3 separate regions of the Mus musculus genome follow, and regions 1 and 3 are each linked to region 2. Evidence: chromatin contacts called from public HiChIP or PLAC-seq data. All regions are on one chromosome and are shown on one strand. The core of a region is the stretch at or near the end of the contact, and the rest is flanking DNA. Distances in the headings are between cores, read along the strand shown.

The links. HiChIP or PLAC-seq counts read pairs in DNA pulled down with a chosen protein or histone mark.
Region 1: a contact with region 2 is called in an H3K27ac HiChIP or PLAC-seq map of oligodendrocyte precursor cells, with 5 times the contacts expected there. The contact joins two enhancer-like sites. A contact is called at or near these places in 2 of 15 datasets of contacts at CTCF or cohesin (both in the NIH/3T3 cell line), 1 of 484 Hi-C or Micro-C datasets (forebrain) and 2 of 115 datasets of contacts at active chromatin or transcription factors (embryonic stem cells and oligodendrocyte precursor cells).
Region 3: an H3K27ac HiChIP or PLAC-seq map of stem cell-derived neural progenitor cells shows a contact between it and region 2, with 4 times the contacts expected there. The contact joins two enhancer-like sites. A contact is called at or near these places in 2 of 39 promoter capture datasets (the 3T3-L1 cell line and hippocampal neurons), 1 of 15 datasets of contacts at CTCF or cohesin (the NIH/3T3 cell line), 38 of 484 Hi-C or Micro-C datasets (the 3T3-L1 cell line, 3T3-L1-derived adipocytes, CD8 T cells and 24 more), 17 of 115 datasets of contacts at active chromatin or transcription factors (DN3 thymocytes, acute myeloid leukemia, astrocytes and 14 more) and 2 of 9 other capture datasets (embryonic stem cells and liver).

What each region holds. Positions count from the first base shown.
Region 1 is chr3:28,223,052-28,226,924 of GRCm38.p6, reverse strand. No RefSeq gene overlaps it. Among named protein-coding and RNA genes, the nearest start is that of Tnik, 38 kb to the left of the region's middle. Within about 2 kb of position 1,729, at least 31 of the 459 cell types and tissues checked have an H3K27ac peak or open chromatin away from gene starts, as enhancers often do. A contact at or near this core is called in forebrain and oligodendrocyte precursor cells, where this site is marked.
Region 2 is chr3:28,557,191-28,561,431 of GRCm38.p6, reverse strand. All of the region lies in intron 9 of Tnik (TRAF2 and NCK interacting kinase), which reads right to left. Among named protein-coding and RNA genes, the nearest start is that of Gm52603, 130 kb to the left of the region's middle. Within about 2 kb of position 2,926, at least 82 of the 459 cell types and tissues checked have an H3K27ac peak or open chromatin away from gene starts, as enhancers often do. A contact at or near this core is called in astrocytes, forebrain, oligodendrocyte precursor cells and 2 more, where this site is marked.
Region 3 is chr3:28,183,710-28,187,538 of GRCm38.p6, reverse strand. All of the region lies in intron 2 of Gm42196 (a long non-coding RNA gene), which reads right to left. Among named protein-coding and RNA genes, the nearest start is that of Gm42196, 9.1 kb to the right of the region's middle. Within about 2 kb of position 1,823, at least 28 of the 459 cell types and tissues checked have an H3K27ac peak or open chromatin away from gene starts, as enhancers often do. A contact at or near this core is called in astrocytes, oligodendrocyte precursor cells, stem cell-derived neural progenitor cells and 1 more, where this site is marked.

The sequences.
Region 1 (3,873 bases), core at 480-2,979, 330 kb after region 2:
CCCTTCGTTTTATTGTTTATCTACTTTTGAAAATAACAAGGAAATGGAGTGGGAAATGGAAAATTACTCCGCTGGAAAAGCCAACCTTTCTAAATGCGAGCTTTTGATGCATTGAAAAACAGTCTACAGAATTTCCAAGTGTACCCAGATATGCCCACAAGCACGTAGAACTGAAATATTCCCGAGCTAAAGAGAAAACAATACCAGTAATATTTACTGACTATTTATATGATAAGTATTTATGCTAAGAGCTTAGATGCCACTTTTTACTTAATACTCAGAATGTCTTTGGAATAATTATTATCTTCCCTCTGGTGTGGAACTGCAAATCATATCTGGGAAAAGTGCTGAGATACATCCAAGGTCACGCGGGTCAATTGTGAGAGAGGCTCGAGCAGTCTCCAGGTCTGTCTATGAGGGGGTGAAGCCCGTGCTTTTGATAAGTGTTGCATCTTTAGTCCTTCAAGTAGCACATGGCCTTGGGATCCCTCGGTAAAAGGAAGGAGTGATCGGCGACCGATGCTCCGTCTCCATTAGCAAATCTCCGGCAAGTAGGTTAGGTCGTATGACCAGCAAATGGGCCAAGTCACGTGACCCGTGGGCACTCTCCACGGTTGATCCCAGGCCTGAGTTCCGCCTTGACATAGCCTCTTTCAGAAATGAGAAGTGTCGTGGAAGTCGTACCCAGGCTCTTCTATCAGTTTTCTAGGCGTCAGTAGTGAGACACAGGCTCCCACCGTGCCTTTCTGTGTTTCAAGTGCATTCTCTGCACAATTCCCTCTGTCCTCTCAACGAACCTCTCCATTTTCTTCTGAATCCAGCAGCCATTCACCCATGAGAGCAATTGATCTGGTAAGACACTCCACAGACACTCTCTGAAAGCTAGACTCAGCTGCTCTAAGAACTGCTTTCTGGATATGGTTACATGAACTCCCAGTGGATAACATAGCTTCTGTTTTCCTTTCATTTTTCCCCTCTTTTGCTATCTCCAACTTTATTTTCAAGTAATTTTTTAGATTATGAAGTTAGAATGTCATAAAATTTTCTTAATAACCTTCATGGGGTTCTCTCCCCCTTAACTTCCTGACACAGAGAAATGATGAACAGCAGCCAGTCAGCACGGGTGAGACCTCATTCCTTTGTGCCTCTCCTCCGGTCCAGCATCCAGTCCAGGGAGGGGTGCTGGCTGTGTTTGGTTGCCATGTTGGCTGTCTGTCCCCTGGATCTGAAGCCAATTCACAGTGTCACTGCTTTCACAAGCTTGACACATTTCAAAAGCATAGCCAAGGTCCTTTTTTAGAGTGCCCCTCAAATTGGGTTTGTCAGAGACCAGAGAGGTAATGTGTTCCCTGAACGCAGCGTTCAGGAGCTCTGTCCTTTCAGTTTGTCCTCTTACCCAGGGTAGCGACTGCTGTGAGGACCAAGAGGGGGACAATAAGAGGGACAAGAATCGTTTAGCACAGTTACAAGACCGGACTAGGACCTACTGTGTTACTGTCTGTGTCCCGTTTGCATTTCAAATCCTACAAAACCATGAAGAAAGAACTAAGTATAAATGAGGGACGGAAGTGGAACTGAATTTGGGGTACGTGCAGATGCTCACTTTACCCCGGCTGCTGCAGCTGTGCCCCCACTGGCGTCCTGAGGGTTCCTGGAGACCCAAGAGGACCATAGCACTCAGTGTTCCTCTGTACAGGCAACGAATGTAAATGTAGCCGAAGTGACACTTGAGTGTTTGGCTATTGTACATTCACTGGCAGGGGACATGTCTACTCAGCCCTGGATCTGGCCTACAGGATGTCAGGCAACCTTTTCAAGACCATGAGATTTTAATAGTCTCTAAAGTGAAGTTATTAGACATTATACTTTTCCTGGGTAAAACATGCAATTAATGTATAAATCTGGGCTTTACAAGTGATGTGTGCGCAGGATGTTTGTTTAACTAGCTGCAGGCTGATTGGCATGCGGGCCTACTACAGTATTTTTCTATTAGTCTCTGAATAGGCAGTCCAATGAATTATTTATTGAATTCGCACATCCTGGTGCTTTTCTTTTCTTTTTGTAAAGAACATTCTCTATTGGAAGTCATGGCCTCCTCTAGTCAATTAACCTTCCACTGTCCAGATGGCCTCTCTTGGTGTTTCCTAAGGAAACACTTCAGAGTGCAGAGAAAGGGGCTGGATCTGATCAAGACCTCAGTTGCCTCCGACTGGAATCTTCTTCCAAGTTAAATGTATAACGGCCTTGCTGAGTTGATGGCAGGGGCTGTGCCTCGCAGACACACCCACGCTGTGCTTTTCTTGAGATGAGTACAGCCTCTGTGAAGGCGGAGAGACAGCTAAGCTGGCCTCTCTTTCTGACAGACCCCAGCTTTGTTTTCTGAAGATAAGGGAGGGTTCTGGAGCTGGGCGTCTCCAAGAGCGGTTTTATCAGACATGTCAATCTTCCCACCATCTCTGGGACCATTCATTTCTGTTCCCTTGCCTCCTGGATACCATTCTTAGTGGTGGTAACATGGTCTTGAGAGGGCAAATGTAATGTCCCTGCATTTATCTAGCCTCTGCTTGAATCGTGTTTTCTTGGATCCCAGTTGGCCAAGCAAAATCACATGCAAGAACCAGAGCCTCGTGGGAAGGGGCTACAGGAGAATATGAATATTGGGAAGGGGAGTTAGATAAGGACCATCACGTAAGAGTCTAGCCCACTGACTTGACAAGGTTAAATGAAGGTGACATATGTAAATTGTCTGACAGGTAGTAACACTCAACCAATCTTAAAAATCACTGTTAAGGCACAGCCTTTAAATCAATCTTAGGACCTAAAGGTACTGGGCCTAATTCACAAACACACATGAAGAGAACTTGCCGTGTTTTGTGGATGTTTTCATTATATTCTCCAGAATCAGACTGTAGTCCTTTTTCCTGTCCATATACTCACAGTGTTTAATAGATGTTCTGTGATTAGATAAAGCCAGCAAACAAGTTCTCTCATGTGCTTTTTTTTGTAGTGCTAGGGATGAAGCCCACCTGCACAGATGCTAGACAAGAGTTCCATCACTGAGCTACTCCCATCGCCCAAATGATGGGCTGATATTTGAAAGATAAAATTTCCTTTTTATGCTCATTAAAAATGGCTTTAAAACAAAAGTTTTAAAAAATCTGGACACACAAATTTTTCCAATGATTCACATGTAAAAATAGTATGTGTTCATTTATCTTGAAATCTGAGCCTAACAGAGTTCTATTTATAATTCCTTAATAGTTTCTTCAATATTTGATTATTCTCTATGTTAGTCCCAATAAGGCCTCTGTAGATAGTACAACAGCAAAAATAAATGGTTCCTGACTCAACCATCACTCTTTACCTCCACAGCAATACTGTTCCCCAAAGCATGGCTTAGCAGCGACACATGCACATGGACATGGAATATAGGTATGTTGTCACACTGTGAGACTAGAATTTCGACCCTGGCACTCACAGGAAGAATCTAGCAGTCTAATTATCTTTAGATTTCTACAGAATAACACCCAAAAAAACTTTCTGATACTTGGAAATTTTGGAGGTGGAAAACAACCTTTAAGAATGATTGAATTCATATGAAATATATTCACATATGTTACATTTTTTTGTCTAATAGAGAGTGCCACTCAGAAAAAAAATCATAGTTTTTAAAAAATTTTATGTATTCTGAGGATTTCATGCATGTATACAATGTGCTGATTTTTCCTCCTCATACTTCCCTCTCCAGCCCCTCCCCCAAGTGCTGCATCCCCATCCCTGACCCCCCACACCATCTCGACCTCCTCCTAAATTCCTGTCCTTTTTTAGTTTTAACCCACTGAGTCCAGTTTGTGTTCCCACTATGTACCCGGG
Region 2 (4,241 bases), core at 1,677-4,176:
AGGCTATAAGTTATATAGTGAATTTGGGGACAACCTGGACTACATAGCAGGGCCCCATTTCCACCAAGAATGACCCCAAAACAAACTCCCATGTCTTTAAAGAAGTGCTCACTTATTTTCTAAGTTGCTGTGACCAAGGAATCAATATGTTTAATTGCACATTTAATTACAAGTGAAAGAACTTCATGGAAGTTGAATACCTGTTTGCTCAGTATTTCGGTGGCTTAAAAGTAAATTTGTGGTACTGCTGGTAACTTAGCTTTGTCTCTTAGAATACAAAAAGATAACAACTTCCGGGAATGTTATCAATATAGCCTATGCTTGATGCTCACAGTCTGAGGAGGTGACAGAGTCACCCTGGTTACACAGTGAAGTTGGTTACTTTAGCCATTGTGATCAGGAGGGATGGATGCTTTGGATAGACATGATATCCATACAGGTAATTTTGGCATTGAAAATCTCTTTTAGTTTTCACAACTAGCCCCTTTCTCTGCCTTGGGCTTCATCGCTTGTGTGGCTCAGGGCAAATGACTTCTCTGCGCCCTCTTCCCTGGCTACAAATATAGATGCCTACAGTGCATACATTAAAACACTGCTGTATCAATTAAACATGTTAATTCATTTTAAATGCCTCTTGTGATTAGTGCTGACATGACCATGGGGACACTTGACCATTCTCTGACCATCACTACACTCAAGGAAGAAAAAAAATCCTTTCTTAAGGATTGTGACATGGAAATCAAACATTGCTCCCCCCGCATACTTCTGCTAAGTAAAATGGGCACCACTGAGCAGTGTTCAGTGGCAGAGTTTGAAAGATGACTTTGTCATTATGGGAACATCATAGAACCTATCTGCTCCTGCCAACATGGCTGCAGAGGCACCAGGTGGTTCAGTCTTAAGGCACCACTGTCATACATGGAGTCCATTGCTAACCCGAATTTTATTATGTAGCAGGTGGCTGCACAGCATTGTTTAAAGGGATTGCTGTAGATGGATTTGGGGAAGCAGAACAGAACAGGTTAATTTAAAAAAACTCATGCTTCAGTTTGGGTTTTGATTTTGGTGAAGTATACAGTCACAGTACAAACTAACCAGTTCAATGTATCTCAAATATTTTGTGACATCTACTTTATATCATCATTATTTTCATTTGGCACACACACTCACACACACACACACACACACTCACACACACACACACACGCACGCACGCACGCACGCACGCACGCCTACAGCCCTATAGCCCTACAGCCCTACCTTTGTTCTATCTCAAAACTAAAGTGCCTAACAGCAGGCATGGAACTCTAAAAAATAGTCCGGATGGGCGGGTAGGGTGTGTGCTGGCTAGATTTTTTTGTCAACTTGACACAATCCCATGTCATCTAGGGACACCTCTCTGTCGTTGAGAAAATGCCTCTATGAGACTGGCTTTCAGGCAAGTCTTTGGGGGAATTTTCTTGATTAGTGATTGATGTGGAGGGACCCAGCTCACTGTGTGCACTGTGAGAACCCGTAGCAAGAGCTTTGAAAGGTAACCAGCAAAGTAGGATTCTCTTCAAGGAGCCCCGAAAGCCATTGCGTAAGGCCGTGAAGTGAAGCCTCATCTGTAAGGCAGAACTCAGTATATTAGATTTTGCTGGGATTATGGGATAGCCACTAAGGAGAGTTAAAGGTATGGAGTGGAGCCATTCGAAGGGAGGCTATGTGTGCTGTGGGCAGAGTAGGAGAGGCACGGCTGGTGGAGACCAGATGACACCACCAGGAGCCTTGGATGCTTGACACTGAACCTCAGGATTTTGTGTTTCCCCTGCTAAGCTCAGGCCTTAAAGTCTCCTTATCTATCCCTCTCTATTGGAACGAGAATGTTTATTTTGTGCTACTTCATATTGGAAATATGTGAGCTGGGTTTTAATTTTACAGGTCTTCGAGTTAAGAGATACCTTGAGAATCGCAAAGGCTTTGGGCCTTTAAGCAACAGGTTATGGAGCTGTTAAGATTCGGGAGACTGGTGTAGAGGAGGTAAAGGCACTTTGCATCATGAGACGATCATGTGCGTTTGGGGCCCAGAGGTGGAGCTTTATAGTCGAGGGTCAAGGTGACAAGAAGTGGCCATATGGTGGCTAGTCTTCATTGTTAGTTTGACTGGGTTTAGAACTACCTAAGAGACACACCTGGGAGGATGCCATTAATGAGCAGGCTTTAGGTTCTACTTAGGAGGGGAGATCTATCCCCCATGTGTGTAGCACCATGCAGGGCTTGGAGTCTCTGGATTAAAAAAAAAAAAAAAAGAGGATGAAAACAGCTGAATATCAGCACTCATCTCTCTCTGTGTTCTTGATTGTGCACACAGTATGACCCCTGCCTTAGTTCCTCTTCCACAATGGGCTGTATCCCTTCTTTAATTGTGACCTAAAGGAAACCATCCTCTCTGAACTTGATCTTGCCAGGTATCTGTTATAGAAATGATAAAGTAGTCAATGTAGCCCATGAGATGACACATGCCTGCGGATGGCCAGCCTGTTCTTCTGTGGAAAGGCTTAAAATACCTCCCCGGAGCAGTGACAGGAGAGGAGGGGATGGGAAGTGAGGCCCACGGTAGACAGTAACCCCCACCCCCAGAAGCTTGGCACATTACAAGCAGAAATCTGGCAGGCAGCAAGCTTTGCAGAGTCACTGTTGCTTCCAGGGGAAGGAACGGAGCTGGCTCCTCTCTCTGGGAGTCGGATCCAGGGAGGAAAGGAGAGAAAGATCTCAGAAGAGTGAGGAGGGGCCCTCCTGCGCTCTGTCACCACATGCTATGTGGCACCCAATGAAAGGCTGTTGCTGGGGAGAGAACATGCATTTCTCTTACCCACAGTGACCCTCTGAGAGGAAGGAGAGCAGGGAAGGCTTTGCCTCCTGGTTACCAATAGCAACTCACAATCCCCTTGCAGGTCTGGCAACTGAGAGACTGTCATTGCTTGTGGCTTTTCTGTTTCCTTCCCCTCTGTGTGCCTTTCCTCTGTTGAGCCAGGGTTGCCATGTCATTACCAGCTGATTGGTAGTAATTAAGCCTGCTCTATGTGGTGGGTGGTGTCTGTGGGTGGGAAACAGGAGGATGCCAGTCAAGGGCCTGAGCCTTAAGTCATAGGAAAAGGGACAAACAATTTGTTCCTGTTTAGTTGAATTATTCAGGGCTTGTGCCTATAAAATCACAGGAGGTCACAGACTGGTAGGGATTGGCTCCAATGCTAGAGGAGATGTAAGAATGTATTAGGAGGCCGTGCCACTTCTGCAGCAGGGGAGACGGGGGGGGCATCGTATAACAAAGCATAAAGACCCCCAATGTAAGTACACAGAGAAGTGACAGGCAACATTTGGCATAACCTGAGGACTCCATTTCCAAGCCTCACCTGGTTGCTCACCATCCACACTCCTGTCTTACCCCGTTCTCAGGGAGTAGCAAGTAGTAGCTCTCTTTAGAACAAGTCACCTTTTTGTCAGGATAAGCTTATTAAGAACAAAGGTTGTACTCCTGTCCCCAAATAGAAAGCCAGCATGTCCTGTCACAAAAAGAAAGGGACTGAAAAAAAAAAAAACTCACAAAGAACCACAATTGCTCATGCCAGAAACATCACAGGGACCATTAGCAGGTCTGTGTGGGCGTGCAGGGAGCCACTGTCTTGAGGAATAGAATGGGCTGACTCTAAATCATCACCTTTTCCAAAGAAATGTGCCGTGCAGCCAGGCTAGCATAGCCTGCAGTCGTAAATCACATCATTTTCGTGCCATTACTTGGGCTCCATTTTGGCTAATAGCTCCCTGCCTCGAGGATAGGGTTAACAAGCTGCTGTATAGACAGCAGGTAGCCAAGCCTCAAGTCCAAGATCAATGGTGGCATACAGAATGTCACCTACCAAGCTGTGGCATGCATTTTTAAAAAGTATCTAGCCAGAAAGACCTAGGGATCAGGGGTAACTCAAAAGAAGATCTCAGAGAGAGGCCGGGTGGGTGGTGTGGTCGCTACAGTGCTTGTCATTCAAGCACGAGAACTGAGTTCAGAACCCTAGCACTCGTGTAGAAAGCCAGGTGTGCTAGCGTGTGCCTGTAATCCTATGAAAGATGGCTGGGGCTCTGGTATAACAAAACACTTTGTCTATCGAAGTAAGGGAGGAAAGCAACTGTGAAAGATAACAGAGGCCAACCCAAGGCATCTACATACAAGCACATGTGTGTGCACCTGCAGACACATGTCCACA
Region 3 (3,829 bases), core at 574-3,073, 370 kb after region 2:
AAGGACTCATTTAGAACTACAGAAACCTTAAGTGGAATTTCAATGTTATGTGGGATAAATGAACTTACTAATTGCTTCAACCCCTCCTCTTTGAAAATAAAAAGTAATCTAAATCTTGATTTGCATGCATGCATACCTGTGCATTTGTCTGAGTGTGCATCGTGCATGGGCCTCAGAGGCCATAAGAGGGCATTGGATCCCCTGGAGCTGCAGCTACATGCAGGAGTAAGACACTAGAAGTGCTAGGAATTAGCCATGGGACCTCGGTAAGAACAGCTAGTGCTCTTACCTTCTGAGCCCTCGTCTCTCTAGCCTGGTATTATCCCTAATTTTCAAAGCACTCCACATCCCTCTTAACTCCTCCAGTATCCTAGAACGAATTTAAAGGTAACTTTCAGCAAACTTGAAGTGATCGAGACAACTTACTCAGAAATTGCCTGATGTTTTTTTATACTGAGGCATCACTGGCTCCAAAATGACATCAGGGTGGATGTGAGTAACGGGAAACTCAGCATTCGATATCAAAGGGAGACAGTCAGAGTCTAAGAAAAGCCATGAGTGTGGTGGCATTGACTTGTTAGGTAAACCAGAATCTGCGTGGAATCACTAGAATTGGTTCTTCAATCTCAGTAAATGCCTAACATTGGTTATCATAATTAAGGAGAAGACTCTCTCTTGTGAGCCAACCTCCACCCCAGGAGTTGCAGAGGTGCCACAGCGAGGTCAAGGTCTAGGCTGCTGCTGCTGGCTCTGCTGGAACTTGGCTACATGTCTTTCTGTGGGTCATTTTACTTCTCTGAGGTTTCATTTCTTCATTCATAAAATTAGTTTAGATTGCCTATAGCAATAATGCTGACCTGTGGCTATATTTTTCTTCATCTGCATTTTTCTCTTTGTGTCTCTCTGCATGTCTCTCTCTGTCTCTGTCTCTGTCTCTCTTTCAAGGTGTGTGGATGTGTGTGTGGGTGTGTTTGCACACACATGCATGAGTGGAGGCCAGTGGAACTATTTGGTGGTGTTTCTCAAGGGCTCTCCACAGTTTTTGTTGTTGTTGTTGTTGTTGTTGTTGTTGTTGTTTTTAAGACTAAACTGTCCAGTGAGTTCCAGGAATCCCCCTGTCTCTTCTTCTTCAGAGCTGAGAAAACTGGTTTTGCTCGGTCAGGTCCCTTATTACCTTACATCTGGGTTTCTTCATTTTCTTTTGTTACTTCCCTAGCCCCTCTAAACATTTAAGTTTGCAATCCCTGGGCTAGAACACCTGTGAGTCTACCTCCAACTCTGACACACCTGATAGGTTACAGCTGATGGCCTAATGGGCCTCAGCTCTCAGGCAGGAGACTTAAAGCATCCTGCAGCTCTGAAGTTGGTTCTTTATCCTTTCCAGGCTCTCCCCTCCCTGGGCATGGTGATGTAATCAATCGCCTTAGAGTTCTTCCTATAAATCCCCTGAAGCCAGGCTCTCCTGTTGCAGTCACAGAGAGCCTCTTGTAGTTCCTGTTTCTAGGACGTGATCTTACAAAGCTCAGGCTGCTGCCTTATTTTCTAATTCTCTCTCCTTGGTTCTGGGAGGCCAAGTCAGGGCAAGGACAGTCTCTTCAGGAGAAAGACTTGAATCAATAAGAGAAAGAGAGAAGGATACAGAATGTTAATGCAGATGGTACCACCCCTCCTCTGCATTGAGTTTAAAAATTCTAGGATTCTATTCTGTATAAACCACACTTCTTGGCCCTTTATACCACATCCAGTCTTTAGTGAACCCAGGCCTAGTTGTGGGCATTTGTGTGCCTATCAGATGGGGCTCCTTCTCAGCAGGGGATTTGTGCTCAGTGACCTGAGGGCACACAGCTGCTGAGAGAGTGTCTAGGACACAGGCTCTCCTCACAAAGCAGCTCTGTGTTACAGGAACTCCCTCCCACACACATGTGCACACAAGAGTTGTATCTTTAAAATGGTCTTAGGTCCGGATGAAACTCCTAAAGGGATAGGAAAACAGTTTCTTTTTCAAAAGCTTTCTTTTTGTAAGGTTTAGCTTCCTGACAGCTAGAACTGCTCTTGTGTCATTCATATACATCTACACACACACACATATATATATCATACACACATATATACATATACACATATACATATATGTGTATATATATATATATATATATATATATATATATATATATATATATTTATATCAATCACAACTTATTTCTCTTAAACATGAGCCAAACTGATGAATGTTCTTAGAATTCTGCTGACCAAACAGATAAACATGGTCTATGTGAGGAAAGGCCCGGTCAAAGATGGATCTGATTAACTATGGAGGTTCTATGTATGCAATTAAGACAATTCCAGGAGCCACACAAAAAAGCAATTTAATAATCACTCCTTCCTTCCTTCCTTCCTTCCTCTACCCTCCCTTCCACCTCCCCCTCTCCCTTCCTTTCCCCTCCTCCTTCCTTTCCTTTCTCATTCTTTTCCTCATTTGCTTTTTAAGATTTATGTTTAAGGAGGAGTGGTGGCACCTCAGAGGCATGTAAAATCTCTGAGTCCAAAGCCAACCTGGTCTACACAGTGAGCTTCAGGACAGCCAGGGCAACACAAAACCAAAACAAACACACACACAAACAACAACAAATAAAACTTGACCCCCGCCCCCAAGAGATTGATTATGAGCAGGCGGCTGAAGCCAACGTGGAGGGCCATTGTGAGCCACCCAGATGGGTACTGGAAATCAAATTCTCATCCTTTTTAAGAACAAGTACTTCTAATTCTAAGCTGTCACTGTTGTTTGGTTTGTGACCAGGAGCTCACTATGCAGCCCTTAGCTGATCCAGAACTGGCTATGTAGACCGGGCTGTCCTCTAACTACTGGCCATCCTTCCATCCCAGCCTGAGCGCTGGGATCATGACATGCCCTGGGCTCCTCTTCTTTCTCAAATAATTAGTGTTCCTCTAGTAATAAAGTAGGCCTCCTACTGTGAAACAAAAAAGGGAGCAAATAGTCCTGGCTCCTAGATTTGCTGTCTGTGACAGTTTGATGGAGAGTGCTCCCCACCCCCCATGGACTCACACAACTGAATGCTTAATCATCAGGGAATAGCATTATTTGAGAAGGATTAGGAAGAGTGGCCTTGTTGGAAGAAGGGTGTCATTGGGGTTGGGCTATGAGATTTCAAAAGTCCAAGTAGCCCCGGTTCCCCAACTCCCTCTCTTTCTGCCTGCAGATCAGGATGTAGCTCTCAGCTACTTCTCCAACATCATGTCTGCCTGCCTGCAGCCATGCTTCCTGCCAGGAGGATAATGGACTCTGAAAACTGAGCAAGCCCCCAATTTAACGTTTTCTTTTATGACTTGCCCCTGGTCATGGGGTCTCTTCACAGCAGTAGAACAGTGACTAAAATAGGGTCCAACCAAGTATTACATCTTCTCATTTTCCAGAGGCTTCTCTCTCTTTTGCATCAGCATAACTGTCACAAAGCTGTTGAGGTCATCCTGGTCTCAGCTCCTGAAGTCAGCATTCCTTTTCAGCACATGATGGCATCTCTCTAAGGGAAGACAGCAGGCTCACGTCATTCCGTTTGCTTGCAGTAAAACTGAGTGGCAGAGGGGAGAGGGAGACATTGGTCCAGGATGCTGTAAATATGACGATGGAGAGGACAGTGATCCTGACGAACAGTGGAGTGCCATTGTTATTGTCGTGAAACTAAAATCTCAGCTTCCATTCCTGAGCCATGCATGATTGACATGTGATGTCTTAGGATTCATTCATATTCAGTGTTAATAAAAATACTTAGAAAAACAACTCTGTTTTATTCTCCTTCTTCACAGCCCCTCC